Linked DNA regions of Mus musculus: all the other regions are linked to region 4. Evidence: chromatin contacts called from public HiChIP or PLAC-seq and promoter capture Hi-C data. All regions are on one chromosome and are shown on one strand. Each heading gives the region's core, a stretch centred on a gene start, on an enhancer-like site or on the middle of the called end of the contact. The rest is flanking DNA. Distances are from core to core; before and after follow the strand shown. Region 1 has its middle 11 kb from the start of 4930453N24Rik. Region 2 overlaps Zfp654 (zinc finger protein 654). Region 3 overlaps Htr1f (5-hydroxytryptamine (serotonin) receptor 1F). Region 4 holds the start of Chmp2b (charged multivesicular body protein 2B).

What was found. Promoter capture Hi-C pulls out the DNA fragments that hold promoters and counts their contacts. HiChIP or PLAC-seq counts read pairs in DNA pulled down with a chosen protein or histone mark.
Region 1: a promoter capture Hi-C map of pre-B cells shows a contact between it and region 4. The contact joins the enhancer-like site here to the promoter of Chmp2b in region 4. A contact is called at or near these places in 10 of 39 promoter capture datasets (the 3T3-L1 cell line, the C10 cell line, the HPC-7 cell line and 6 more), 1 of 15 datasets of contacts at CTCF or cohesin (large pre-B cells), 9 of 484 Hi-C or Micro-C datasets (CD4 T cells, the G1E-ER4 cell line, the HPC-5 cell line and 6 more), 23 of 115 datasets of contacts at active chromatin or transcription factors (the 230-238 cell line, the SCID.adh cell line, astrocytes and 17 more) and 4 of 9 other capture datasets (adipose tissue, embryonic stem cells, liver and 1 more).
Region 2: a contact with region 4 is called in a promoter capture Hi-C map of pre-B cells. The contact joins the enhancer-like site here to the promoter of Chmp2b in region 4. A contact is called at or near these places in 11 of 39 promoter capture datasets (the 3T3-L1 cell line, the C10 cell line, cranial neural crest and 7 more), 2 of 484 Hi-C or Micro-C datasets (bone marrow-derived macrophages and cortical neurons), 6 of 115 datasets of contacts at active chromatin or transcription factors (bone marrow-derived macrophages, embryonic fibroblasts, embryonic stem cells and 3 more) and 1 of 9 other capture datasets (adipose tissue).
Region 3: a contact with region 4 is called in an H3K4me3 HiChIP or PLAC-seq map of pro-B cells, with 5 times the contacts expected there. The contact joins the enhancer-like site here to the promoter of Chmp2b in region 4. A contact is called at or near these places in 5 of 39 promoter capture datasets (the C10 cell line, cranial neural crest, hippocampal neurons and 2 more), 5 of 115 datasets of contacts at active chromatin or transcription factors (bone marrow-derived macrophages, embryonic forebrain, embryonic stem cells and 2 more) and 1 of 9 other capture datasets (pancreatic islet).

Annotation. Positions count from the first base shown.
Region 1 is chr16:64,756,329-64,762,657 of GRCm38.p6, forward strand. It overlaps a transcript of 4930453N24Rik not described here. Among named protein-coding and RNA genes, the nearest start is that of 4930453N24Rik, 11 kb to the right of the region's middle. Within about 2 kb of position 1,848, at least 105 of the 459 cell types and tissues checked have an H3K27ac peak or open chromatin away from gene starts, as enhancers often do. A contact at or near this core is called in the 230-238 cell line, the G1E-ER4 cell line, the HPC-5 cell line and 9 more, where this site is marked.
Region 2 is chr16:64,828,524-64,834,177 of GRCm38.p6, forward strand. Zfp654 (zinc finger protein 654) reads right to left here. Exons shown (of 9, transcript NM_001347245.1): 2 at 1,941-2,086. Among named protein-coding and RNA genes, the nearest start is that of Zfp654, 20 kb to the right of the region's middle. Within about 2 kb of position 1,993, at least 7 of the 459 cell types and tissues checked have an H3K27ac peak or open chromatin away from gene starts, as enhancers often do.
Region 3 is chr16:64,937,920-64,944,225 of GRCm38.p6, forward strand. All of the region lies in intron 2 of Htr1f (5-hydroxytryptamine (serotonin) receptor 1F), which reads right to left. Among named protein-coding and RNA genes, the nearest start is that of Gm33971, 67 kb to the left of the region's middle. Within about 2 kb of position 4,097, at least 73 of the 459 cell types and tissues checked have an H3K27ac peak or open chromatin away from gene starts, as enhancers often do. A contact at or near this core is called in pro-B cells and thymic regulatory T cells, where this site is marked.
Region 4 is chr16:65,560,973-65,567,230 of GRCm38.p6, forward strand. It overlaps Chmp2b (charged multivesicular body protein 2B), which reads right to left and starts at 1,790. Exons shown (of 6, transcript NM_026879.3): 1 at 1,503-1,790. The coding sequence starts at 1,536. Gm36457 (predicted gene, 36457) reads left to right here and starts at 1,836. Exons shown (of 2, transcript NR_166048.1): 1 at 1,836-1,890; 2 at 1,995-2,547.

The DNA.
Region 1 (6,329 bases), core at 598-3,097, 800 kb before region 4:
TATATAATCCTGTTCCATTTCTTTGGTAATGAGAATAGTCAGAAATAGGCATGGACCAGCAATATTTCTGTGGTACGTTGACTTAGAGTCTTTTGGGTATTTATATGTAGGAGCTGAATAGCTTAGTCATGTAGTCGTTATTTTTAGTATTTTGAGGAACCTACACCGACTTCCCTAGTGGCTACACCAGTTTTCATTCCTATTTACCCACGTGGATGCTGTCACCATTAGAGGTAGCTCAGTTACTCATGGTGGCATATGAGATTTATTGGGTATTACTGCGATCAGATGGTTGATTATATATTCCCCCAATACCCATGAAAAACAAAAGTCACGATATCAGAGTGTAGACTAAATTCTTAGGAAAGAAAGAGAGGAATGATGGGAATGATGTCAATAATCAAGAAAGAGGTGAGGGGGGCCATGGTGGCACACAACTTTAAACCCACCATGCAGGAGGCAGGAGCAGGAGCATCTCTGTGAGTTTGAGGCTAGCCTGGTCTACAAAGTGAGTTGCAAGTTCTAGGACAGCCAGGGATACACAGTGAAACCCTGTCTTTTCGGGGGTAGGGGGGAGGCTCAAAGAACAAAACATAAACTTTTTAAAAAATGTAAAACTGCAATTCTTAGTCTTTGTTGGGAAGAAAACCCCGAAGCCCCAAATACGAAACAAGTCAGGACAGTACAATTGGCCTTGGTGACAGCAGACTGGAGGGTCTAGTAACAGGAAATAGAACACACACACACACACACATCTGTTCTGGCAACCTTAAATTTGGTGGTGGAAGTCGGTCTGTGCGCCCCTCATCCTGGATGGAGGATCAGAACTCGAGACATCCACTTCATCAGTCCTCACATCAGAGACTGCTGTGGGAAGGCCCAGTGTCTGACAGTGAGCGATGCTGGAGAACAATCCTGAGACACCCCACAGACTGTCAAGGTGGAAAAGAGCTAAAGCAAACTAAGACAAGAGGACACGGGGGCTGGGTGTAAAGCTTCTTCAACCCTTTTTTCTCGCTCAGTCATTGAGGTCAGAGGTACAGGTCTGCTCATGTCACGGGCAACCGTGTTGAGGAGTGGCAGTTCTAGAGTAGGTATGTCTCTGTGGGCATAGACTTAAGACCCTCAGTCTAGCTGCCTGGATGCCAGTCTTCTCCTAACAGCCTTCAGATGAAGATGTACAACTCTCAGTTCTTCCTGTACCATGCCTTGATGATAATGGACTGAACCTCTGAACCTGTAAGCCAACCCCAGTTAAATGTCCTCAAAAGAGTTGCCTTGGTCATGGTATCTGTTCACAGCAGTAAAACCCTGACGAAGACAGCCTCCTTTCTGTATGGAGCAGCTTATTGGACGGCCAGGGTCTGAAAGCAGGAAGAGTTCTGGCTCACTCAGTCAGCATGCCCTGCTGCAGAAAGGGATGTAATCAAGTGACACCCTTTAACTAGTTGTGCCACACCTGAGTGCATGCGGCCAGAGGCCTCTTGAGCAAGTGGAAACACGCCTAGTTCATGGGCCTTTGAAGGCTTGAAGAGTTGGCAGTTATTCCTGGAATGCAAAGAAGGCTTCTAGAGTGAATGCCGTCCTGCCGCTGACAATATACGTTCCAAAACAAACTACTATTGTGTGTTCAGTGGTGTGTGTGTGTCCATGTGTCTGTCTCTCTGTCACTCTGTGTGTGTGTGTGTGTGTGTGTGTGTGTGTGTGTGTGTGTGTGTGAGAGAGAGAGAGAGAGAGAGAGAGAGAGAGAGAGGATGTGGTTTTAAAAGAGAGAGAGAGAGAGAATGTGGTTTTAAATAAACCCCAACAGTTTCTGCAGTACACAAAACACCAAGATGATGGTGAAGAGACCAGAAGAAGATATCAGGTTCCCTGGAGCTACAGTGGTAGGCAATTTTGAAAGCTAGGAACCAAACTCTAGTCCTTCACACGAGCCTCAAATGCTCTTAACTACTGAGCCACCTCTCTGGCTCCTCCTTTCTCATTTTCACTCAATCCAAGATTCCAGCCATGATAGGTAGTCAAATTATTAGCTAACTAGCCAGACAATACATTTAATAAAAAGAAGTCAATGGACAGCAGAAGCTGCTGCAACATGGCTGATCTGTCAGTCGCTCCAACGGCCCTGAAATAACAAACTGCTGGCCTCTCGGAAGTCTTCTGGAGTCAGGTTTCTCAGGTAACTCTATAAAGTTTGGCTTTCTTAGTAATCAATCTATGTAAATATTTTTTACTACAGGCCGTCTCTTTCAATAATATGGTCACCTATGTACAGGAAAAGAAACAAATCTATCCATAGATAGCCTTAGATGGTCTCTCAGTCTGCCTGTCAGTTAGCTCCAGAGAGTACTCTTTCTTAACAGCCACAGTATTTGGATGTGGTTTTAAATAAACCCCAACAGTTTCTGCAGTAGGCAAACCACCGAGATGACGGTGAAGAGATAAGCAGCTCTGTAGAACTGAACTGTTTGTACAAGAGCCACATAACCTCATAGTCTTAAAATAACCGGCTCTTCAAGACAGCACTTTGTTCATTCATGTGCCACTTACACAAGGTATCTAAGAGTGGAGAAAATCCTTCACTAAATATTTTCCCCAAATATTCTGTAATATATTTGTAATACTCAAAATATTTCCCCAAAGAAATGTGTTCAGTCTCTACCCTGATCCTTCCCTCTATAAACAGGTAGTGGGGGGCGGGAGTATGACTTCCTGCCTAGTTTTTCCTCCAGCATTGTAACTCAAGAAAACCAAATTTACTTCTATTCACTTCAACAATGAGCCACTATGCTGACCTTCTATATCCGCAGTTACCCACCCTTTTAAGAAAGGGAAGTGCTGGTTGGTTTTATTTACCTATCATCTTCAGGATTGCTGAAGCCTGCATTGTATCATTAGAGAAAGGTCATGGTCCTACGGGACCATGGGCCATTTTAGTCTACACTAAAACATATTTCCTTTTACATAGTCTTGTTTTCTATACTTCTGTGTTCTCAAAGAAAAGTGGAACAGGAAATTTAAGTCTTTTTATTCTCATGTGTAACATACTCATGTCAAATAATGACTCATCTCAGGAATGTTGTTGGAAATTTTGAAGGACCTCAAGAACACAAGTCAGGACTGCTCTTCCACACTGGCTCTCAGTAATGCTATGTCCTAAAGGCTTCTTTGTATGTGTACTAGTGTATGTGTGTATTTGTGTCATGTGCCTGTCCTGTGGTCATGGAAGCCAAAAGAGGACATCAGGTCTCCTGAAACATGAGTGCTAAGAATCCATATCCTGTTGTAGCAGCAAGAGCTCTGAACTCCCGAGCTACCTCTTTTGCCTTCACTGTTTTCTTGATGATAAAACAGCTCCAATAGTTTCTGCTTTCCCTAATAAACTTCTAGCAAGTAACTTATGGCTTACTAAAATTCTGTAAGATGCTTCTAAATTTTGTTTCATCTACCTGGCATGGTGCCCGAGAAAATAATTACCTGTTGAAATTAATTTACCAGTGAAGTCAATGTGCTTTAAAAATAAAGCAGCTGGAGGATGTGGAAGAATGATGAGACATGTCATCATCGGGACATGACATGGCCGGTGTGCTCATGAACTCACTGCACCTACGGCTGCCTATGTAAGAGCAAGCCAACAGATCAGTGGGCACTGCAACAGACATCCTTAACTGGACTGAGAGTTACAAACGGTGGGGAGGGAGACATGGTAGGACAGTGAGCATATACTGGAGGAACCTGGGAGAAGTAGGCAAGGAGAGTGGGTGGATATGGTCAAGCTTCCACACAATTTCAATGTATGAAATTGCCAAAGAATAAATAAGATTCTTTAAAGAAAACAAAACAATCATATGAAATTTTGATGGCATCATAAAGCTAGTTAACATGTAGTATGATTTTGACTGATAATAAATGGATTTCGGGCCAAAAATCACTTCAGATAGCCATCACTGTCCTCATTTGTCTGTGATCTTTGAAAACACTGCTTTCAGGATCTCTTGCATAGCACACACATTGTTTTTCTGAAGTTGTTTCCCACCACTTGTGTTCCAGGGTTTATAGGGAAGGTCACACTGCAGTCCTCCCTGTGAGTACATGAATCTCCAGCAGAGTGACTAAAACATGCTCTCCCCTGGGTGGCTTTCCCTGTCAGTCAAAAGATCTCAGGTCAACCCATCAGAAGTAGAGAATTTCCTGCAACAGTTTTTCATTTGGTTTCTACCCTACCACTTTATAGTTTAAAACTCAAATATATTTAAATATATGTAAAAGCACAAAAAACAGTTTAGCAAAACACTTTCAGAGTGTAGAGTGATTAAATAATATGCTAAAGACAATACATGTTTCCCTTTCTGGTTCTAGTATAAAGTAAAGTTTTTCATTATCATTTTCTGGGTATTACTCACTGCAAACAAAACTTCAAATACTAACGACATAAATATGTAAAAGTGTGATTTTTTAAAGATATATTTTTATTGTTTTACCTGTATGTTTTGCCTATATGTATGTGTACCACGTACACAGGCCAGAAGATGGAGTCAGATCCCTGGAACTGTACTTAAATATGGCTGTGAGTTACCATGTGGGTGCTGGGAATTGAATGCAAGTCCTCTGAGAGAGCAGCAAGTGCTCTTAGCTACTAAGCTATCTCTCTAGCAACTGCATACATATTTTTTTTTAATTGTGTATATGAGTACACCATTGCTCTCTTCAGACATGCCAGATGAGGGCATCAGATCTCATCAGGTGGTTGCTGGGAATTGAACTCAGGACCTCTGGAAAAGCACTTGGTGCTCTTAACCACTGAGCCATCTCTTCAGCATAACTATTTTTATTTTAAATCTGTTTGTTTGTTTGTTTGTTTAGAAACAGGTCTCACTATATACTTCTGGCTGTCCTGAAACTCACTAGACTTGCATTGGCTTGACCAGGGTAGCCTTGAACTCACAGAGATCCATGTGCCTCTGCCTCCTGAGTCGCTGGGATTTAAAGTATGTGCCATTACACCCAGTTCAGATATTAAAATTAAAGTTTTAAACAATGACTACATTCAGATAGTCATCAGTATCCATTGTTGGTGAAAAACAAAAAAGTATTTGTTGTAAAAGGCACCATAGTTAAAGCCATGTAAAACCAGTTCCCCAGGAGGCTGAGGCAAGGTGGACAGCCTTGCCCTGTCTCAAAATAAACCTTACAAGGGGGGTAGGAGCAGAAGGTGGACCTCAGTGCTAATCCCAGTGCTAATATGCTTACCTAGTGCCTATACCTTGGGTTCAATCCCATTGCCAGGAATTTAAAAACAATACACCTCTTAAACTTCAATCTCAAATAACAGAAATAGAATGTAAAAGAAACAAGTGCACTCCCAACTTAACATCCAGCAAGGATTAAGAATACTTGGTAAACTCATAACACATAAGGGACTGCTAATAGCCAAAAAAAATGTGCCGATGAAAGCTAACAGAGAATCTCAGTGAGGAGAAACCACATTCTAGCCAAGTCCTCAAAGACAAAACTGAAGCAGCCGCTCAAAACACAATGTCTCAATGTATTCAAAACTCCTAAAGTGAGTTTCCAGTAAGAAATATTTACATAAAAATAGGGAGCCTGCAAATGGCTCAGCAAATAAAGGCACTCTCCCACCAGGCCTGCCAATCTCTATTTCCCACAAGTGGAGAATGTATTTCCATTAGTTGTCTGATCTCTCCACATGCCAACCATGGTATACACACACACACACACACACACACACACACACACACACACACAAAACACAAATACATAGACATATTCTTTAAAATATAAGGCAATTTTGCTTTTAAAAGATGACAATAAGCAAATGACAATGTTTATTCTGAGGATGATTAGTCAAAAAGGGCTAAACATTAATCTTTTATTTGGATTTCAATCTAGATCCTAGTCAGATATAGTGGCACATATGTTTAATCCCAGCACTGAGGAGGCAGAGGCAGGCAGATCTCTTGTGAGTTGAGGTCAGCATGGTCTACACAGTGAGTTCTAGGACAGCCAAGGTAAAGCTGAGACCATGCCTCAAAAAAAAATAAAAACTAGGTTGTAGCATCAGCTATTCCTACTGCAATCAGTCACAATAAGTAAGTCAATGTACAAAGAAAGGTAACTGTCATCTAATTAGTGAAAATATCTATTGTTCATTCCGTGCAAGTAACCTGAGGAAGAGGATGGATTGCAAAGTAAAATATTACAGCTCTAGCAACATTTGGTTTTGCTATGTAGTTTTGGCTGTCCTGATACTCACTTAAGATCAGGAAGTCAGAGATCTTCCTGCCTCTCAACTGCCGGGGTTAAAAGCG
Region 2 (5,654 bases), core at 743-3,242, 730 kb before region 4:
TCTTTTTTCATTAATTGTTACATATACATTTATATATGCACCTGTATAGTAGTATATACATATGTTCCTAAATACATAAGTACAACCTCTCTGTATGTTACATGCATATCTGCATTTCATTTTCTTCAGGAGACGTTCCTGCTATGTAGTCCAGGATGGCTTCAAATTTATGCTTCTTCAGTGTCAGGCTGCTAAGTAATAGGATTACACATATATGCCACCATGGACAGCTTTATAGGCACTCAACTTTGTTTTGATTTGTTTTACTTCCTAGTTAATTTCTTTACCTTTACAGGTCTAGCTTTCTAGCTTTACATTTTAAGGATACTTTTTAAAAATTTAATTTTAGTTTTTTATCTGCATTGGTGTCAGAGTGTCAGATCCCCTGGAATTAGTTACAGACAGTTGTAAGCCATCATGAGGATGTTAGGAATTGAACCTGGGTCTTCTGGAAGAACAACCAGTACTCTTAACCACTGAGCCATCTCTTCAGTCCCTTAACCATACTTCTCAATCTTAACCTTACCTTTGGTATCTTATTATTTCCTTTAATAAACCATCATGTGGTTTGAATGTTACACCTGTTTTCTCAACTCTCTCTTGAAAATGTAATACAATTTAAGGTTGTAATGTTTTGGTTTCTCACATTAACACCATTCTTCTGTTACTTTTTTTTTTCTTCAGTTTTTTCCATTGTATTCTTTCACACTTAAGGCAATCTTGAAATGTGTAGATGATTCTTTAATAACCATTAGTAATTTAAAAATAAGACTACACATAGAAAACTGGGAATCCTATGAGCATGGGTTTTTTTTGATTTATGAACCTTTTAGAGTAATTAAGTCAACAGCTAGCTATTCCAGGAGGAATCTTTCAATAAGAGAATGCAAAGGTCACTACACTAATATCATTTAATTTCTTTAGAAGTAGGAAACAAACCAGGACCCTTAAGCCTGCTGAATGGCCTGACAAAAAACCAAATCTACAAGTAACTCTTTCACCCATATGCTAACAAATAAGGGCAGCTCCTATGGACAATTCACACCTTGCATACTCACAGTCTCTGCCTACTTGTAGACAGGCAAGGAACACAGGCTTCCTTCTACTTGGTTTACTCAGTACACAGTACACTGGTTTGGCTTGGTTTTGGTAGGTTTTGGTTTTTTGGGGTTTTTTTTGGGGGGGAGAGGGGGGTTGGTTTTTCAAGACAGGGTTCCTCTGTGTAGCCCTGGCTGTCCTGGAACTCACTCTGTAAACCAGGCTGGCCTCGAACTCAGAAATCCACCTGCCTCTGCCTCCCAAGTGCTGGGATCAAAGGCGTGGGCCACCACGTCAGGCTCAGTACACTGTTTTTAAACCCACTTTATAACTAAGTATATGCACACCTAAATCAGTAAGAACTTGAGATGTTAATCTTAGAGACTTAACCTGGTACTTTTGTTAAATTTGGCAGTGGATAATTTCACAGCCCAGTGTTGTGCTGAGAGTGTAAAATGAGGCCAAATGCAAACAATAGATAGGTTTGAACTTGCTCGTGCATATTCTATATCCTTTCTGGCTGTCTTGTTATCACTGTTGATCCTTACCTATTTTCTTTTCTCTGTATTTCTTTTACTTTTTTACTATTATTTTAATGGACTCCTAGGAGAGCAAGAAGGAAAAATACAAATGCCCAGTTTATAATTTTCATTCAATGTTATCTACAAGCATTTTTTTTTTTAACTGGGAGTCTCCTCACCTCTTTCTGGAAGGCTTTAAGGTCCATCTCTGCTAACTATCGTGGCCTCAATTAGCATATTCTGAGACGTATCATTTGAATTTGCCAAGACCACTTGGAGAAATGGCAGTTTGGTTTTGAGGGACCACATTAGGAAAGGGTTCTTCCTCAGAAGAAACGCCTAAAGCCCACAATGTGTTGATAAGAACTAAAGAGTACTTACACAGCAAGACTACTCAAAACATACTGTACGTGCTCACACTCGTCTGGGAACGACGCGCTGGCTGACGTGAAACAGCACAGTGCAGTCTGAAGAACCTGAAGCTGTGGCAACGGGACCTGCCAACGTCCAGCGTAATCTTCAACCACCTGAAGAAGAGAGTTTAAAAGCAAATTACTGCCGGGTGGTGGTGGCGCACGCCTTTGATCCCAGCACTTGGGAGGCAGGGGCAGGTGGATTTCTGAGTTCCAGGCCAGCCTGGTCTACAGAGTGAATTCCAGGACAGCCAGGGCTATACAGAGAAACCCTGTCTCAAAAAACAAAAAACAAAAAACAAACAAACAAACAAAAAGCACATTACTATGAAAAATGTTGCCAATTTAAATTTAAAATGCAGATAAAACTTAACAGATATACAAAAACATTAATTCTACATGGATGCACCTGAAGGAAAGGTAAGGAAAAGTGTCCTAATTTTGTAAGAAAAATCTAAAGTTAAAGTTACATTGTTTAAAACACCAAAATAATTTAAAAGTAGATTCTAGAAAGGTAAAAGCCATTTGGAATCTGCAAACAACTTAAACCTCAACATTTTTGGATGCTTAATAAAGCAAGTTCCTCGCTCGACTCATTGCTCCTTAGGTTGATATTTATATAACATGAAGGACTTTCAAGAGCTCTCAGTGTGGTAAGTCTAAACGTTTCCAAAATGGAAGCTGGAATAAATGCCTCTGCACCTTCCCATTCCATGTCATCTTGAATATTATCTATTGTATATGCAGCTATTGATAGATAATTCACTACATCTAAAGACTATTTTTTGCTGGGGTACATAGCTCAGTTGCAGAAATCTGGTCCAAGGTGTATAAAGCTTCAAATTCAATTTCTGGTAGCAACAAAATAAACAAGCAAAATTAAATAAAGATGATTTACTTTACAAACTCATTTGTTAGAATATTATTCATTATGAAACAAAAAGTTACCTACCCACAAGTCTTAGTTTGGTGACCTAAAACCATATAAACAATGCCACAGCCTGTCAAATGCAGTCTCTTGTCTGAATTTGACACCTGATATCTTTTAAGTATTTTCCCAATGGTCTCTAGACCATTGCTCTCTCAAGAGCATACCCTGAACTCAGCCCAAACTACCATACATATTCTTCCTGTACATGATCCAAAATGAACTGTAAGACTATAAGCTAACCTAACTCAAGTCACAATCATTTTCACATCTGTTTGGTCTGAGGATAGTATGGATTTGGGCTTTTCAGTCAGCAAAAATGTTGTATCTTTTTTGCTAATGTCAGAGCTTTCACTCTGCCCATTCACAGTACCAGCCCCAACCATCAGGTATGCACAGCTAGTAGATTAGCATTTACTAGCAGTTCATGTTACCTGAAAATATGCAAGATTTTTTTCATGTCATCATCAAGGTTGTAACCACAAAATAGCACAGACATGTAATAGAACGTGTTCATATCCCCTAGTCGCATATTAAAAATCACTAGTCAATATCTTTTTGGCAAGGCTATTAAACCAGCTAGTAGTATTAAGACTCCCCTATTTCACTATCTAAGAAATGTTTAGAAAAAGAAAAATATATTGAAATTTACATATGTTGAGTCTGCCACATATCTCATAACTATTGCCAATAATACTATTTTTTAAGTAGAAATAACTTAAATTCTTTGGTGGCAAAGAGACAAAGATGCCCTTCTCTTCCCACTGTCAACCATTTATTCAGTAAACGCTTCAGCAAATTTACTCACTATTTGCCATGCTCAACGGTTCCCATAACCCACCTATTTGTAAAACACAAGACTTGCGCATATCTATCAAGGTTTACAGCAACTCTTAAGTTCTAGTCTGTATAAACTTGATTGTTTGCAAAGTGTCCCCCAAAGTCCATCCAAATGTGATTGAAAATTTTTAAATTATTACAGACTCTTCCCAACTTTGGTTTGTAAGGTTTGGTTCTTTTAGATACTAACAGTTGCTAACTTGGAAAAAAAAATTACCTTGTTAGATGAGATATTTGTAATAAAGCAGTTGTATTTGTTCTACCCAAACATCCCCTGCATATATTCACTATATTCACTGACTTAACAAAAGATAGTAAGTTTTCAAAAGAAAGAAGAAAATTAAGCAAAATCATAGGAATGTATTCCATTAAAAAGGAAAGATATCAAAGCTAGCTTCACACATGAAACAAAAGGACTTTGGTGAATCATGAAATAATAAATAAATTAAAATATTGTGTACTGGTTGGTTTTGTGTGTTAACTTGACACAGCTGGAGTTATCACAGAGAAAGGAGCTTCAGTTGGGGAAATGCCTCCATGAGATCCAGCTGTAAGGCATTTTCTCAATTAATGATCAAGGGGGAAAGGCCCCTTGTGGGCAGTGCCATCTCTGGGCTGGTAGTCTTGGGTTCTATAAGAGAGCAGGCTGAGCAAGCCAGGGGAGGCAAGCCAGTAAAGAACATCCCTCCATGGCCTCTTCATCAGCTCCTGCTCCCTGACCTGCTTGAGTTCCAGTCCTGACTTCTTTCAGTGATGAACAGCAATGTGGAAATGTAAGCTGAATAAACTCTTTCCTCCCCAACTTGTTTCTTGGTCATGATGTTTGTGCAGGAATAAAATCCCTAACTAAGATATATTGATTAGATATTAGGCCTGTTTCACAAGAGGGATTTTATGCCTGCTACTGTGAATCTGGTTAAAAGTCTGTGGCTAGGAAGAACATAGGACTTAGAGGGGGAAATTCTTATTTTCTAAATAGCCATGATGTCAAACTGCTTTCTATATGTTTATATCCACAAATCAGAACAAAATGGCTGAGTGCTCAGCTACCTCTCCAATCCAACACTCAGGACATGGAAGAGGGAGCAGAAAGAATGTGAGAGCCAGCATATAGGAAGGAGAACAGTAAACTGTTGACCTCTGGTTATGACATGGATATTACACACAGCAGCCATGGTTTCCTGTACAAGATCTACACAAGATCCAGCACGGATAGAGAGAGACTCCCACACCTACTGGAAGACCTGTTGGCACCTGATGAGGAGAGTCTCCCTCCTTTGAATACTATGGTGCTACAAGAATGCCCATGCCCTAGTAATGGTCCCGCATCATGCATATATGTAACACTAATTAATTGGACTCAGGGAGTCATTAATAAAAATTTTAAAAGAAAAACATGAAGTGGGAGTAAGACTGGATGGGAGGCACTAGAAGGAGTCATAAAGAGATAGTGGTAGTCATATATATAATCATATTGTATAAATGTATGAACTTTTCAAAAAATAAATTTTTAGAAAAAGTAAAATCAAAAATAGACTACAAAACATTATTTCCATACTAACAAGCAATCTTAGTTTGTGCTGACTTCCATTGAAACACTTTAAATAACTCTTTGAGCTAAGATATTTGTGATTTAAAGTTGGTTGAGATTTTGTATTTTAAATATTCTGTTAACTTGCATTCTGCTATTTTACACTTGAATAGCATACAGCATTTTCCATTTAGCATTGTTATTTTTAAAAGGTAACATTATCCAGATGAAATCTAATTTTTCTAACATTTCCAAAATAGGAATGGTATTGCTTTTTATCTATACTTTGTATAAAAGAGGGGTCGACTTTCTTCTTTTCCTCTTCTTTGGCCCCAGAATTTTCTATAAACTATGGGAAAGAGCTAGAAAGCCTATACTGGTTA
Region 3 (6,306 bases), core at 2,847-5,346, 620 kb before region 4:
CAGGCAAATGACAGAAGTTTAAATTACATAGAGTTATATGGAATATTAGGGATTTGCCAAGAGAGTACAAAAATAAAATATAAAGTAAGAAAGTAGTTTAGAGAGCTGGAACACTTACTGCTTCAGAGAGAAGGAGTGTGGGTCCTAGCACCAACATCAGGTGGCTCATGACTGCCTGTAATTCCAGCTCCAGCTGATATAATACTTTGTTCTAGACTCTGATGGCACCTGCACATATATGTATACATATATGTATAAAGATATATATCTATCTTTAGAAATGTATACTATATGTAATAAAGTTTACATAGCTATTATATGTTAGGACCACTAGGTTAAATTATAGATCCAAAGACATAATTTAAGAAGATGGCTGCCTGAATTTACTTAAGAGTTATTTGGTAACAAGTAGAGTTTGGTTGTCTTTAAAATGACCTTTCTAAGTCAGGCAAATTTTCATTTGTGTGTATGTTCTCATTTTATTGTTGTTGTAGTTGTGTGTAGTTGTGTGTGTGTATGTGTGGTATGAATGCACATGTGTATGAGGGTGTAGGTGTATAGAGTGTATAGACGTTAGAGGACAATTTTCATGGCTCCATTTTCTTTTTTGCTTGGTTGAGGTAGCATCTCTCTTGTTTCTGAGTCTGGGCTGTGTACTCCAAGCTAGCAGCAGGGCTGATGTCTGTCTCACCAGGTCATTTTAGGAGTGTGGGGATTACATTCCTCTGCATGCGGCTGCCTTTGTTTGAATGTGGGCTTCCTTCTGGGGTCAGATTATCAGGCTTGAATGGCAGACCCTTTACTCAGCGACCTATCTCACTGGCCTGGTGTGTGTGTGTGTGTGTGTGTGTATGCATGTGTGTGTATATGTATGTGTTTATTTAGATACTTTAGAAATTCTGTGTATTTAAAACTGACAGGGGGCTGGTGAGATGGCTCAGCGGTTAAGAGTGCCGACTGCTCTTCCAAAGGTCCTGAGTTCAAATCCCAGCAACCACCTGGTGGCTCACAACCATCCGTAACAAAAATCTGATGCCCTCTTCTGGAGTGTCTGAAGACAGCTACAGTGTACACACATATAGTAAATAAATAATTCTTTAAAAAAAAAACAAAGCAAAAACTGACAGACAAATACTGAAATAAGTTGCCTAGCTATGCTATTGATAAAGCTTAGTTTCAGGAGCATTTCTGTTTATTCTGATTAAAAAGCAAACAAACAATAAAACTATGCTGATAATGAATGAACTCACAGTGCACATGTGTTTTCAGTTTCCTTTCTGTTTGTTGGAAATAGTCCTCCTGACTATAGATTTCATGTGTTGATTAAATACAGCACCATTCATATTTTCTTTTAGCTCATGAATTTTAATCTCGGATCATCCTTAGTTTTATGGCAAAGAAAGTTTACATTTATTTGAAACAAGGCTGCGGATGATTTTGTGGCTTAAAAATAAATTGCAGTTTAAAACACTGTGGAGGCTGCCTGATTTCTAGCCATTTTTATTTCCCTAAGTAGTTAATGCGATGTATAATGATGCCTCCTTATTAGATTTGCATCCTTATTGGATTAGCATGTTCATGCTGAATGTTGAATGCCGCTATCCTAAGAAGCTACCAAATATTATGAGTTCCCAAACAGGCTCTCATTTTTATCTGTTTACAAAAACCCCAACAGGCTACAAATAACAGGAAATATTTGTGAACAAATGAGAGGAAACACCACCTGTTACTTCCCCTTTCTTTCTTTCTCCTTTTTTTTCCTTTTTTTTTTTCAAGACAAGGTTTCTCTGTGTAGCCCTGGCTGTCCTGGAACTAACTTTGTAGACCAGGCTGACCTTGAACTCAGAAATCTGCCTGCCTCTGCCTCCCAAGTGATGGGATTAAAGACGTGCATCACCACCGCCCGAATCCCCTTTCCTTTTTGTCTCCATGCATGTTAATACCCGAAAGGGGAAAAATATCACCATTCATACTTCTATTCAATGTATGTCTTTTTACAATGCAATTTGTATATTTAGCATATTGAGTCTGCCATGTTTAACAAGCTAAAATCCTTCAGAATGTTAAGTTAAAACTGAATTTTAAGTAAGGAATGAACAATGGACATGATTACATAGGCTGTGCCTATCCCGACAAAAATAAATATTGCTAATAAGAAATTGAAAGTTAAGTTGGTTTCTTTTTAAATCTGGCAGGCCTATGCCTATTACCACAATTGCTAAGATTTGGATAAATTTTACACTCCTTCTCTGGCTTTCTCTCCTTGTTATACGATTTCCTTTATTCCCCATTTTTAAAAGTAAAACCTGAACAATAGTGTATTTATTTATGTAAGTCTATGAAGTGCAGAGAATATTTTTTTTGTCTTAACATACTAGAGAATGTACTTACATTAAATTATATAACAAAAGTATTTCTAAGCACAAGCAGCTACAATTATGTTGGCATTCTCAATAATGACTTTCTAATTTAGCATTTCATCCCAGAATTTCTTTAAAATCTGTGATGACTTTTAGGTTCTCTTTATTCATGAGAGTTTGTCTGGAGACAGGCTTTCTTCCACTAATAATAAAAAAAAACAAGTATTTTGTTGTTGCTTATTTACTGTATTTTATTTTGTTGAGACAAGGTTTAACTCTGCAGCTCAAGCTGTCTAGAACTTACAATGTAACTGAAGCTGGCCTTGAATCTGTGGAGATAGGAAGAACAAGTCAAATTTGGATTAGTTTGATCTTCTCAATACATTTTAGCTATTTTTTTTTTTTTGAGACAGGGTTTCTCTGTATATCTATGTCTATGCTGGAACTCACTCTATTGACCAGGCTGGTCTCAAACTCACACAGATCTGCCTGTCTTTGCCTCCCGAGTGTTGGCTGGGATTAAAGGGGTGTGCTGCCACTACCCAGATAATTTTGGCTAGTTATTGAGAATATTATTGTTAGGGTCTGAATCTGAAGTATCCCTTGCAGATTTATATTTTGAGTGCTTGTTCTCCAGCTGGTGGATTTGGGAGGCTGTGGGATTCTCAGATGGGACCTTTATAGATAGGGCATGGTGCGTATCCTTAGCTGTGTCTAGTCTGGTTCCATCTGCTTGCCTTGTATACGGAAACCCTTCTCTCTAGACTTGGCATCCCGAATGGAGCTGCCCTCCACAGCTTCTCTGGAGTGGTGGACTGAAATCTTCTGAAACCGAGTGTTCCCAAAAGTTGTCTTTCTTACTGATATGAGAGTCAGTAATGATGTAATTTACCAGAATATCTCTGCTTCTCAGATTTGGGCTAGTTGGGACCTTTGTAGGTTCGTGTTATTCAGACACAATGATGAAAGGCTGAGCTGAAGGTGTTCCTTAGTTGCAGAACTCGTGTTCCAGAGGCATGGAAGGGCCAGTAGGGTAAAACTCTTGCCTCAGGAACGAGAGACTATCTGGAACTGTGCTAATGAGATAGGAAGAATGATCTTTCCCTTTTGTGAGACAATATACTTTTCCTTCCCAGAATTCCTGCCTCCAGCACAATTAGCTTAGAGGGTCTCAGCCTAGCAGCTGCCTCTTTTGGGGAATTACGCAAAAACAATGCAGCTTTTCCTTTTGTTATTTATTGATCTGTTAATTTTAAAAATCTCGCTTTTAAGCACGCTTTTTGTAACACTTTGGTCCTCCTTACCGTTTACTGAAGCATTCTTCCTTGCCATGTAACTGCTTTGTTCTCTATGTGGCTAACCCCTCTATGTAAGCTAACTCAAAGGGCATGGCTTTCTCTCTTCCTCGTCCCCACCTTGTCTCCCTCTTCTGGACAGCTGCTTAGATTTACTACAGCTTGTCTGGTTTGCACAAAGAAACAAGCTCCTAGACCTTAATAGGCATCCAGATCTTAGAACAACCGATGCCATGATAGAGGGCCTTGGAATCCAGTAGGTAGGCTAAAGGCCAAAATGGGGATAAAGCCCAAGCCAAAGATTCCAGGATGTCACTGGGGAAGTCCTGGAATAAAAAGTCCCTAAATGTACTAACCGTGCTTTTTGGCTTCTGTAGTTCTACTTCCTGTTAACTATTCTTTCTAGTCAAAGTGTGTCAACAAGGATGTGGTTTCTGTGTATGAAAAGCCAAGAGCTGTAAGGCTTCGGGCTGAGGATTTGGGCTGGTTCCTCATGCAGCTATGAGCTAGCAAAGGAAGACTATTTATTTATTTATTTATTTATTTATTTATTTATTTAAGGGATATGAGTACGGCACCATTACTCTCTTCAGACACATCAGAAGAGGGCATCAGACTCCATTATAGATGATTGTGAGCCACCTTGTGGTTGCTGGGAATTGAACTCAGGACCTCTGGAAGAGCAGTCGGTGCTCTTAACCACTGTGCCATCTCTCCTGCCCCAATGATGACTTTCTATCCAGTTTTAAGAGTATCTGTGTAGTTGTCTCTGGGGAGTTTACCATGTTACATTAACATAGCAATTAAGTCAAGCCAGAACTATTTCAACATCGGTCAGAGCTAATCCCTGTGTTTATGTGGCAGACACACTGACTAGAAAGAGGCTTCACTCCATCTTCCTGGGTAGTTCCAGGGCCTTCATACCTTCCTCAAGTGTGAACATTCCTATCTGCTGACTCTGATGGTACTTTTTAGCTGTGGACGGAAGCATCCATTTGGTCCTAAGCTTATACAAGTAGGAAACATAAGCATGATTTTGGTGATGTGTGAAGAATCTTTACCATGAGTGAGCCTTGATTATATGCTTGATGTGAGGGCCCAAAGAACCCCATGGAACAGATTCCAGAAGCTGTGTCTGGATTTGTAATTTCTGTGCATTTTTCAGGTCTTCAGAAAATTTCACCTATAGTAGGATACCTTCACAGGTCTGGAGGAGTCCCATCTCAGTCCCTCCCTCCAACCAGTTCCAGGGGAAGAATAGATCAGACTTAACATTTGAGATTCCATTTGAATCCATTCTTAAACTCGTTTACCAATGAGGCTAAAGGCTCCAAGAGAGGTCCCCAGTTTCCATGGTAACAGCTACAACAAATTATTTTTCTCTGTTTTTCTTTCAGAGGGGTCACAGCCTACTGCCTTTTCCTAATTGATGAGACCACACACACTTGTAGTACCAGTTGCTTTTGTGAGACACAGAGTTCTGAAAAATAACTTTTGGAGATGCTACAAAGGTTCCAGGTACTTCATGTTTAGTATACACATTCTCCTGGTAATAGTTAAGAACTGCCTACCCCAGTATCAGTCATGCCACGGCAGGAGTACAGATTTCAAATGGTTCATTCTCTTTATGCATATGTTAATTAAATTTAATAAAACTCAGGAACAAGCAGAGAAGGAAACACTGGAAATAATCTGTCATGTGGTGCACTAGAATGGTAAGAGCAATCACACAGAGGCTTTATAGAAATTATTCATATGTCTTTTTTATAATCCCCATAATAAATGTTATTATATCCTCTTACAGTTGAGAAAAGAGAGGCTCAGAGGGTCTTGCGATCCATTTATTGTTCCATACCCAGTTAAAGTAGCACAACTGAGATTCAATACTGGTAGGCTGTGCAGGCTTCTGACCCAACCCATATTCTTTATTTAGAAAAAAGCCATTTAAAATCAGTTTCTTTACCTCTCGGAAGGAACCAGTAATGATTCTTTTCTTTATTTCCCACAGGGATGCCTACTGTTTCTTGATACTTGAATGACTACTTTCTGTCATGCATCTAGGATGTTTTCCAAACTATCAATTGGTTACCACCCACAGGGGTAGGGGAGTCTCAGGATGGGTGGACAGCAGCTGCTCTCAGATTGCTGCCTGACACTAGCACTCCCTGGGGGGACTTTTAAAATGTTGGTGTCTGCTTCCCAGTTCTGGAAATTCTGATGCAACTCATCTGGGGCATGGCAAGGACATTGACAGATTTTTGGTTCTACCTTAAGTGAGTTTTTAATGTGAAGCCATGCTGGGAACACGTAAAACAGACACATAAATATTTGCATAGAGAAGTAACACAGATGAGTCGTCGATGCTAGTTATTTATTTTCGGTGAATTTACTTTGTGAAAATAGCTGCTGGATCAAGAATTTTTTTTTTTCAGATGGAACCTGAGCAAGTTAAAACTTGCTCGTGTCTCCTATTTAAAGGATGTTTGTGGTCAGTCAGGGTATCGTGCTGCAAACATGTACTTATTTCATTAGCTAGGTTGCTGAGTCTTTCCTATTTAATATATAAAACTCATAATCCTTGTAGAAACTGTGGTGGTCTCACGTCACATTCCTGAACAGATTTAATTATTCTACAAGGAAACCACATTATC
Region 4 (6,258 bases), core at 540-3,039:
CTGTGCTCAGTAAATTCTCATTATCACTATATAAAGTTATAATATATATATATATATATACACAAATATATATATATATAATTATTACAATATAAAACTTAGGCAACAAGGAGATGACTATTTCCTACCCCAAGAGGGAGTAGAATACAGTATTACAATACTGTACAGAATACTAGTACAGAAATACACACACACACACACACACACACACACACAATCCAAACTATCATGGTAATGATTAAACAATACTCTCAGGAAATTCCAGAAAACACCCACTTCAGGTAACTGTATTATACCACATAGCAAGTTAGTAGCTAATTCCAGAGGCTGAAAATGGTGCTTCTCAATTAGTAAAAAGTCAACATAGTGAAAACAAAAAACAAAAAAAAAAAACAAAAAACAAAAATTTAAAAAGTCACTCAGAAGAAGCAAAACTGCACTCTGCTGTCTTACAAATGAGGGATAAAATGGCATCCTGTGTGGAAATGAAAGGCCATGTAGCAGGGTAGAGATGGTGTCTTTGTTATCCTCCCCCCAAATCTGGCACTAGAACAGTGAACACAAAGAAATGAAGGAGTTACCCCAACTCAGGGCTGAGCTCTGGGTTTGTACCAATCACAGTCTAGCTGCCCCTGCTCCTTGTGTGGCTGGGCTAGACCCTTCCTTACAAAGGAATGATTATTTGGCTGAAGCAACAGCAACCTGGGCTCGACATGCAATGAAAAGCAATTTTTAGATTACTTGGTGGGAATGTAATACCTGGGACAGCCGCGTATAACATACACACTACAGCACAGCCTGTGAATGCTACCAAACTTGTACATTCCAATACGTCCAGTATTTCCCTCATCACAAGATGGCACTAAGCCACCTGAAACAATGTGTTTTTAAAAACGCGAACTTCTATGAAAATTACACCACCCTCACTTTCGTTGACAGAAGATAACCATAAAGGAAAAATCTGCACTATGCAAAAACTATACCGGGACCCTTCCCTTGGGCTTAGGTTTTTCTGCTGGAGTCTTTCTTACGTGTAACGCTAGGTGTTTGTAAAAATACAGCCAGCCTGGCCCCAAGTTTATTTCCTAAGTGGGCCCGCTGTGACCTCCTGCCTTGTCCCCTAGTAAACACACATCCCTTTCGGATGTCAGGAAGTGCGGCGTCTTCACGGAAGGAGCAGCCAACGAGCAGGGAAAAAAACTACCATGAAATTCATCAACTCGCCAAGTCTAATGACACCCGAGAGCCAGCACTGGTCTGCCTCCCTAGAAAGCTCAGAAATCCTCTCCGGAGTGGGGCGGGCGAGGGTGGGGGGAGAAAAACGAGGGTGGGGTGAGGGCAGTCAGGAGGGCGAGCCGGCCAGGTAAGCCAGTGGAGCCGGAGTCACGCAGCCATGGTCACCTGTGGGGCCTCCGACACGGGCCCACCTCGGGGGACAGCACCCGATCCGAGGCCGGAGCTCCCCAGAGACCCCGGGCGGGTGAGCCTGGCCCCGAACTCACCGTCCACAGTCTTCTTCTTGAAGAGGGAGGCCATGGTGAGCGGCCGCGCCCGGGCGGCCCAGCTCGGCCCGGTTCGGTCCGGCCCGGTTCTGGGAACAGGACCGGTAGAAGGACGGATCCCGGAGAAGCCTGGCAGCGGCGGGAGGAGGAGGACGGGGTCTCCAAGCTCGACCTGCGGCGGGCGTGGCTCCGCGAGGCTCCCGAGAACGCGTCCTGGGTGCTCAGGTGACCGGGAACTAAGACACTTTTTTGGAGAAGTCACTTCTAGGCGGCGCGTGCGCAGTCTGCGAGCACGCCTGCGCACTGCGCCTCTGAAGCCGCAGCGGTGCCCTCACTTCAAAGGCTGCCCGCTCTTCCCTGCTTTCCGTTGCGACCCGTCCGGACCTAGGTTGGCAAGGCTGGCGGCGCGTGAGTCTGCAAGATGCTCGCTTGGTTTCTGTGCTGACCTCGGGCAAGAGTGAAACCTGATCCACGCCTTCCTTGTTGTTCCAGGTTGTTGGAATTAGGGATCCTGGGGATGTGTGGTGGACTGCGGACCTGAGACTGATTGACAGTAGGACTCCCAAGCGATCAATGCAAAGGCCTTAGGGGATGCCCTGCTAGGCTTGTCCCAGGTGATCTTCCCAGACTGCCCTGATGCTACCTGACTCCTGGCTGCCTCTTGCGGGACCCATCTTCACCTACCACCCGGTTTCTGGTGTTTCCACCAGCCTGCTTCTGTCCCTGGGGATCTGGGGTTCAGAGATTGTCCAGGAGAGGAGTGACAAGCGAATTCTAATGCCACACTATTGTTTAATGCTCCTGACTTGGAACAAGAAAGGCTGCTGATACTTGTGTTCTTGCTTAGAACCCAACTTGTTTAGGTGTCACATAAATGCGGAGGAAAAGACACACAGTCACACACCAAAAAATGGCTGCACAGTGAATCTATGAAATTGCTACATAGCACTTGGTTGATATTTAATACCAAAAGTCTCCATACCCTGTAAAAAGGACAGTCATTTAAGTTCTTGACTGTATAAAATAAATATGGAAATCATAATCATTCATGACTATGTATACATCTTCCTGATTAATGTATTATTTCTATTTACAATCATAATTATGTCTTGAACATATTCCCCTGCGAATCCCCTGTTTAGCAGCAATGCCTTTCATGGGATTACAAAGCAAAACAGTGACAGGCAGGGGGAGCATTTAATCCCAGCACTTTGAAGGCAAAAAAGGTAGGCAGATCGCTGTGAGTTCGAGGCCAGACTGATCTACATAGAGAGTTCCAGAATAGTCAAGGCTACACAGACAAACCCAGTCTCGAAACAACTACTACAAAAACAAAGATACCAAAATTGCTGAACCCCGAGATGTGTTATTCAATGGTAGAACTTATGATTATATGTCTGGCCCTGGTTCAATTATTAGTACTTAATAGTAGGAGTAGTAATAGCATTTTTTTCATAGATATGACTTCAAATGCCAGGGTCACTCTAAAACGTTACTATGATTCATTTTAGGATCATAATAATGTTTTTCAAGAATGTTTAAGCTTTGGGGATCGATCATTAGATTTGCTTTTTTTTTAACCTCATAAGATATCAAAACCCATGAGAACACTGATAACCCTGCTGCTACAGCTACTATTAGTGAAACTTAGCCAAGAGTTTGTTAATAAAACTTTTTGAGAACAGCAAGAGTAAGCAAGGTACAGTTATCTCCCTCAAGTTATTTAGTCACTTTTAGGAGGTGAAGTAAACAAGATTAGAATTATAGTGGGGGAGACAGGAACTGTAGCCAGGGTGTGGCTTTTTTTTCATGGAAAAATCATAACAACAACAACAACAACAACAACAAAGCTTGCCCTAGCTGCCCAAAGTAATGAATGTCATAGAGCCGTGCTTGCGATGCATGAGAGGCAATAAGCTGCCAGTGCATAGGGCTCTCCCTCCTCCCTGCCGCAGTCACCCTTGTTTTATTACTCCTAAGCGATCCCCCCCACTGACCCAATTGTAACAGTTGGGAAAATGCCAAGCACTTAGCAGCAACCATATGGAAGACCCTGCAAAAGTGCACAGCGGGAGTTAAAGACAGGGCTTGCTCATTACAATAAAGATAAAATAGAAATATGTACAACCGAAGCTCAGCACTCTAACAGCTTGCTGCTCCCATAGTTTGAAACCGTCTGATATCCACTTGATACGTCTCAGTCTGGCTGGCATCCATTCTATTTAGTTGATGGCCAAACTCAAACTCAACCCAGACATAGTGTGCATATGACTCATTATATAAAGAGTAAGGTCTAGTTAAACACAGCTGAGGGTTAGGGCACTAACAAGCTTTAAGCTGAAACGAGATCTTCTTTATTTTACCTCACCATGGTCGTATACAATCTGTTAAATCAACAAGACAAATAGTTAAACATAGTGTGTAGCAGAATTTAATACTGTTCTTTAAGTCTCTTTAAGAAACAGTAACAGTATCCTATTATGTTTTCCTTATGGCCCAACATTGTTCCTTCAAGTTGCTCAGACAGTGAAAACTATACAGTTTATACCTTGTTATGTGTTGGGGATATCCCAGGAAGAAGAACAGATATGTGGCCTGTGCCCTTTACCTTCTTTCCTTGCTAGTTCTTTATCTTCTCACTGCCTTGGGAAGGAGGTCAGCTTCTGACTCAGCATAGAGGTCATAAAACCACACCTATTGTAAAGTGGAATGACTCTATGTACTACACTGAGTTCCTTGCCACTGCTGAGTTCAAGAAATAGATCGTTGTACACTGGTTTCCTTTAATAAATAAATTCCTCATCAGAATATGAACTAAAGTGCCTTTAGAATGTGGAGTAGTAAAACTTAGCTTAGATAAATATATCTTCTTTCATAGACTACAGATAATACCACACTGTGTTTGCTTTACTTTGAATACAGTGAGGCCAATAAGACACAGCTGTCCTCCAATTTGAATGATTTGGTTTGGGCAGTCTTCATTGTTGTTGTGTTTGCTTCATTTTCCTTTGTTCATTCTGAGACAGGATTTTATGTGGCACAGGCTGGCCTTGAAATGGCTAGGTAGTCTCCCAACGTCTGATCGCATGCTTCATTGTTTGAGTGGTTGGATTTTGGACATAGAGGCATTTTATGTGGTATGGAGATCTTTCCCAGGACTTCATTCATACCATGAAACCACTCTACCAAGGGAGCTAGCTCCAGCCTTCTGTTCTGCTTCCTAACCACCTCTCTCATTTGCTTTCTTCCAGCCTTACTGCCTCTGCCAGTTTCAGAATAGTAGATTTCAATGTGATTTCAATGTGAATCAGATCATGTTATTCTGTTTTTTTTCAAAGGAGGAGGAGGTGAAGGAGATGGAGGAGATGGTGGTTGTCATGGTGGTGGTAGTGGCAGTGGTGGAGGAGGAGGAGGAAAATGAGGAGAAGGATGCATGCAATGATTAATTTTGACTGTATACTAGAGCTAAAATTGCTTAGACTAAAATCTCTGTGTAGGGTTATGTAAATTACTTTAGGCTTCCAAGACAGCTGTGAAAGATAATCTAGGCTAGATTAGGTGCTTGGCATTCTTGTTGAGATTATACAGATGAAGTTAATAGAGATAGGAAAACTAACCTTATTTGTGGGTGGACCATTCCAAGGGTTGGGGTCCTGGAGCTGATGAAAACGAAAGAGAAGCTGAATACAACATTCTTTACCCTCTCTTGCCTCACTGCAAATGCAATGTGACCAGCAGCCTCCCTTTCCTTCCGCAGTGCTTTCCCAAACACCATAGGATTCTCCTAGCAATGAAGCATGGGATCAGACGTTGGAGACTACCTAGCCAGTTCAAGGCCAGCCTGTGCCACATAAGATGCTGGGTCAGAATGAACAAAGGAAAATGAAGCAAGCACAAGAACAATGAAGGCTGCCCAAACCAAATCCTACCTTTCTTAAGTTGCTTTGGTTGGGTGTTTTGTTGTTAACAGCAATGTTGAAAGTAGGAAAACCCAGAAAACTGGTACCAAGTGAGGGGTTGCAATAAACCTTATCACAAATCTTATACATCCTTGTAACCAGTTGGAGAGAAGAATGTGGAAGAATTGGAAGAATGGCTAGAAAAGCTCTTGAATACCATAAATAGAGCTTAATGAGCCATTCTTATGGGATCGGGAGCACAAAATTGCTGAGAGAAATATAGACAGTGGAGCCCTAGCTCTTTAGGTTTCAGAGCAGAACAAAGAATGTCAAAATCTGCCTGGGTCATTCATGTGATTTTTTTTTTTCTGACAATCGATATTCTGCATGTCCTGGGAACTTGAGTAAGGTTGAATTTAAAGATAATTGTAGAGGAATTTGTTTGGTGGAGGAAACTTCAAACCAGGAGAGCATGCGGGCTGTGGTGCACAACTGCGTAGTGCACTTGGTCAGGTCTATGATGAAAAAGGCCCAATTATTACACAGAAAGCGTTTTAAAAGTGAAGTCTGACATAGAAACCAGAATAAGCAAATTTAAAGGTAGGGCTAACCTCAGAATCATACTTCTTTCTCTGCCTCTTCATTATTTCCTACTGACATAGGCTTGCACAACCTGCCTGCCAGGAACGATGTGCCCTCTGATGTAATTGTAGCATCACTGGTAATGGGAGTACCAACAGCCATCAGGTTGGATTTGGAGCCCATTACACATGAGCCCTTTCAGGTCTTATGCTATGGGCATGGTATAAAGTCTGTGACCAAAGCCGTAGATCCCAGAGGGGAAGTTACTTCTGTTG